2 separate regions of the Danio rerio genome follow, and region 1 is linked to region 2. Evidence: chromatin contacts called from public Hi-C data. All regions are on one chromosome and are shown on one strand. Each heading gives the region's core, a stretch centred on a gene start, on an enhancer-like site or on the middle of the called end of the contact. The rest is flanking DNA. Distances are from core to core; before and after follow the strand shown. Region 1 overlaps bcar3 (BCAR3 adaptor protein, NSP family member). Region 2 overlaps fnbp1l (formin binding protein 1-like).

Evidence for each region. Hi-C and Micro-C count contacts between places; a contact is called where the count stands out from the background.
Region 1: a contact with region 2 is called in a Hi-C map of embryo, with 2.8 times the contacts expected there. The contact joins two enhancer-like sites. A contact is called at or near these places in 2 of 18 Hi-C or Micro-C datasets (caudal fin and embryo).

Annotation. Positions count from the first base shown.
Region 1 is chr8:16,896,274-16,898,973 of GRCz12tu, forward strand. All of the region lies in intron 2 of bcar3 (BCAR3 adaptor protein, NSP family member), which reads right to left. Among named protein-coding and RNA genes, the nearest start is that of bcar3, 29 kb to the right of the region's middle. Within about 2 kb of position 1,293, at least 3 of the 62 cell types and tissues checked have an H3K27ac peak or open chromatin away from gene starts, as enhancers often do.
Region 2 is chr8:16,834,386-16,837,085 of GRCz12tu, forward strand. fnbp1l (formin binding protein 1-like) reads left to right here. Exons shown (of 14, transcript NM_001003634.1): 10 at 429-538; 11 at 1,418-1,550; 12 at 2,476-2,570. Among named protein-coding and RNA genes, the nearest start is that of fnbp1l, 84 kb to the left of the region's middle. Within about 2 kb of position 1,451, at least 8 of the 62 cell types and tissues checked have an H3K27ac peak or open chromatin away from gene starts, as enhancers often do.

The sequences.
Region 1 (2,700 bases), core at 43-2,542, 62 kb after region 2:
CTTAAAACCCATCTGTTTAACTGTGCCTTTACTGAATGAGCACTGTGCTACGTCCCACAGACGTATATTATGTGATTCTTTTTCATTCATTTAAAACCTGTTTTAACACATTTTAATCTGTTTTTAATCATTTTTATTCTATGTTATTCTATGTTCTGTCTTTTTTGTTCTTATACTTGTTTCTTTTATTCTTGTTTATGTAAGGCACTTTAAATGACCATTGTGTATGAAATGTGCTATATAAATGAGCATTCCTTGCCATGACTAGTAGCTGAATGTACACTAATCTGAGATCTGATGGAGCACTTTTTACAGTGTAATTGTACATATGAATTTGAATGATGTTATTATGATTATTATTCATTTTGTCATTGTTATTATAGTGATAGGCGGCATGGTGGCGCACTGGGTAGCGCTGTCGCCTCACAGCAAGAAGGTTGCTGGTACGAGCCTTGGCTGGGTCAGTTTGCATTGCTCTGGTTCCCTCACAAGTCCAAAGACATGCGCTATAGGTGAATTGGGTAAGCTAATTTGTCCGTAGTCTGAATGAGAGTGTATGGGTGTTTCCCAGTGATGGGTTGCAGCTGGAAGAGCTTCCGCTGCGTAAAACATGTGCATGATAAGTTGGCGGTTCATTCCGCTGTGGCGACCCCAGATTAATAAAGGGACTAAGCTAAAAAGAAAATGAATTAATAAATGAAATTATAGTGATATACTATTATTTAATAAAAGATCATCTAAATATTAGTTTATCAATGTAACCTTTAACAAAAGCACTGTATGCCATACCATACTGTATTCATACTAACCTGAACAGCAGCAGTTTCAATTTACTAGAACTACACCAGCATCCTGGCGCTCTCCTGTCTTCCTGATTTGCTGGAATGCTCCACAGTTTGAGACATTAAGGCTTTTACTCTTCATCTATTTTCAGCTGTTTGACTCAATCTTCATTGTGAAGAAAGATGAACTGAGCTGAACTGCTCGGTGGAATCGAGCCAACAGTGTTACCAAAATCTGCAACATTGTGTAAACTCACGTTCCTGTTTTAAAAGAGTCACATATTTAGTTTACACCGAAACAGAACAAAGCTGCCAGTGCACATTGCCCGTAAAGTAGAGCATGCTGGGAGACAATCTGATTTCGAGCAATTCAGTGATACGAGAGAGCGCTGTTTATCACTAATGACATTTGAAATTAATCTGGGCAGACGGGACAGCGCATCTCCCGTGGAGGACTTCTGCAGTGTTTTCCAGGCAGTGGTGATGCTGTGTGACAGCTCTGTGTCTGTCTCAGCTCCAGCGGGGGGCTCACCATCAGCAGGGGGCTCATATGTAAAAGCACAGTCAGTCCCCCAGCTGGGACTGTCCTGACCCTGAGAGGAGAGTCCGGCTGAGCCTGAAGGGTCCCAGACGGCTAAATTCACTCGCTTCTCCCACTGGGGTTTGAATAACAGGGCTACTCTGTCTCTTAGTCACATACTAACGGCACTTAGTGTTATTGCGGCTACTTGGGGAACTGGAGGGGCTTTTGTTGAGAGGGCTGATGGTGGCTTTCTCTTGATTAACCGATTTGTTAACAGCATTATGAGTTGTGTCATTTCCAGGGACCGAAACACCCAGCCCTGAAGAAAAGAGTCAGTGAGTGAAAAGAAGCATTGGGGAACCAGTGCGTTTAGAAGACAGAGGAGAATTCATGTTTCCAGACCATTTCACCACACTGAACAAGAGCGCATAGAGTGTGAGGTGAGACTATATGTGTGTTTTTTATGTTATTTGTAACACCCTAAAAAATAATATGAATATTATATTTTTACATTTATTGTTTATTTTAATAATTGTTATACAGCAGCACACTAACAGAATGAAGTTAAATTATAATTTGAGCAGCGTCGTCTTAATTACAGTTGGTAAAAATGTGTTTGTCTATTTTATTACAACAATTATCAATTATAATATCTATAATAATTCAAAGATATCTATGCCAACCTTCTTAATCTATGTCTATATCTATGTTTCAACCTTCTTAAAAACTACTTCAATTATTGAAACTTAAAAACTGCTTCAGATTAGTCTTTCTCAAGCCACAATAAATTTTGGGTATGAACTTTACTTTTCTAGTTGAATTTTGTCGCAGTCAGGCTCATTTTTCATGAATAAATGGTTAAAACAATGTTTTGCATTTATGACTGATTATTTGAGTTATAGCACTGTTGAAAATGTATAATTTTGTGAATTTTATTTAACTTTCCACAATATTTCTGTACAGTTTCATATTAAATATTATAAGCTCAAGAAAATACAGAAAACCTACTCTAAAATTACAGCAAAAAAAAAAATTAATTATGGAAAATTTCTGTAATTTAACGTCCATTTTATAGTTTTTTTTCAGCAGCTAAGGTTTCTGAAAAAAAAACTAATAATAAATAAAATAAATAATTTAAATACAAATATATATATATATATATATATATATATATATATATATATATATATATATATATATATATATATATATATATATTTTTTTTTTTTTTTTTACGTTAAATTTCTGTAATTTAAAATCCATTATTTTCGGTTCTGTAATTTAACAGCCGTTTTTTACGGTAGGCTAAATTTCTGTAATTTAACATACGTTATTTTACAGTAGGCTTAATTTCAGAAATTTAACAGTTGTAATTTCACGGTAATTTAACTCCAG
Region 2 (2,700 bases), core at 201-2,700:
CCAAAAGACATTCACTTGACTGGTGTTGATGAGCGATTTGTTGTCTTTGTTCTTGCTGAATTGGCGTGACCTAACCTTAACCTCTCAGTGGTCTTTAAAGCTGGTAAGTGTAGTGTGTTTTGGACTGCTGTACTCTAGATATAAGGTTTGAGAATAGACTTTGTGTTTAGTTGTAGTATTCAGCCATAAAACCCCTTTACTCCTCTTGTCGTTCAGCTTCAAGATGTCTTTCTTACAGTGCGGCTTAAAGTTTATAAACTATCGTCTGAATTCCAGAATTGGAATGTATGCAAACATAAGGGCTCAGCGTTAAACTGTAGGAAAGACATCTCTCTTAAGAGTGACTGTTTATATAATGTGTGCTCAGACTGTGCCGGGATGTTTGTCAGTGCATCTTTGCCTCCAACCAATAACCTGTGTTTGTACAGGCGCCAACACTAGAGGATCTCAGCCACCTTCCCCCTGAACAGAGACGCAAAAAACTACAACAGCGGATCGATGAGCTGAATAAAGAACTGCAGAAGGAACAGGACCAAAGGTAGACAATGAAGACATTTTATTATGTAGCATAGTGTTTTTGTTCAGATTTGCTATCTTTGTAATTGTATTCTGTATGCTACTAACCATCAATACAGGAAAACGCATTCATTTTTTAATTTATTTAATTTGGTATTATCTAATACAAGATGTCTTTTAAAAATATTTTATATTAACTAATTTATGCATTATTTGCTTGTTCAATTGTACAACAATACATTTTTATTATACTTTTATAATTTTTTATAATACTATAAATTATTTTGATGATAAAATTACATTGTTTATTGTAATTGTAATATTTTTAAAATAAAAATAAATTAAACATTTTCAGTAATTATTTTATAAATTTACTTGCTTAATTTTAGATATTAACAAATTAAAATAGTATTTATTTATAGTTTGTTGTTTTTTCGGCATTGTCGTTGTTGTCCATTATTATTATTATATTATTAATAATATTATTATTGTTGTTGTTGTTGTTATTATTGTTATTATTGTTATTATTATTATTATTATTATTATTATTATTATTATTACTAGTAGTAGTAGTAATATTATTAGTTTTAGGAGTAGGAGTTTTAACCAATCAGATGCCAGAGAATTATGGATGAGGAGATTCCCACCAATGAGTAAAGAGTTTTAAGTGTCCATAAAATTGCTGTATAAATGTAAGGATTTATTATTATTATTAACAATTTATTTAAATATTTAATAAATCATTTAGTTTATTATTTAGTGTATTTAGTGTTCTTATTTTAATTATTGTGTTTATTTGTTTAGGTATATGTTGCCTTGCATGCTAAAGCAACATAACTTAACGTTTTTAAATTAGTGGGAGAAGAATAATATCTCAATATTCCATTTGTCTTTATTCCAGAGATGCTCTCAACAAAATGAAAGATGTCTATGAGAAGAATCCCCAGATGGGAGATCCTGGAAGTCTCCAGCCCAAGATATCAGAGACCATATGCAACATGGAGAAACTCCGCTCCGAGATCCATAAAAATGAGGTAACCTTCCCAGAGGAATGACTTATTGTTGAGGTCTCTAAAGGAAACGCGGCCTCCGCAAAAGTACATCTGGATAAATATGACATGAAACAACTGAAAGACGCTGTGTTGCAGCGCCACCTAGTGGAGGAAGAGTCATAATACAGAGTCTGTAGCAAGAAAATGTGTGTTTTTATCCACCTTATTCCTTTAATCAATGATGCTTTGAGTGAGTAACTTTTGTTGAAATGTAATCAGTTAGTTTAAGTGTTATAAAAACTATACATCGGTTGAATATTATGAGGAAATTAATAGATTTAACAAATTAGAACTTTAAGCAGACCCTGAATAATGTGAACAACAGTGTTGGATAAAGTTACTTTAAAGTAGTATATTACATCCTCCCCTAATAAGTCAGTGTTTATTTCTTTAGGTAACAAAATGTGTTACTTGGTACTTTTTAAGGAAAGTAATGAGAAAAATACATTTTATGTTATTTTTAGTTGTTTTTTTATTAAAGATAAGTTGAAGACTGCTTAAGATAACTTTAAGATTACTTTTAAAGTTAATTTTACCCAACACTAATACTGAATAACTTCCTGTTGCAGTTTTGCAAACATATTGAATATTACTGTACTCTATTAAGTACAGAGAGAAAATAATCTAGAAGAACAAAACGCACTAAAAACAAAAAAAGCTTTGGCCACAGATTTGTTTGTGATTCTAATGTCACTTTAAAACACCAAGTCTAACTTTATCCTAATTTCAGATACAAAAGCAAGTCACAAATCCAAATTGTTTTTCTGTTACACTGCCTGGTTTCCTAAACCATAAAGCAGCCCATAATTTGAAATGTCATGGCCATGTGGAAAAAAGTGGACTTTGGGTTTGTGATTTGTTGCACACAATAGTTGTTTCACTGTTGGTTTGTCTTTCTCGATCACAGAGCTGGTTAGCAGAGGTGGAAGGAAAGCATGGATCTCGAAGTGAGCGGCGGTCCAGTGCAGATGTAAACCATCACGCTCCGCACGGAAGAGAGAGGTCTGGGTTTCCTCACTACATTATCTGCATTCTCAACACAGATGGCCTGTCTAACACACACTCATTCCTTTTAGGAGTTACTGAATTGTTGTAAATCCATGTGCAGCAGAGTGCTTGAGCTATTCTTGCT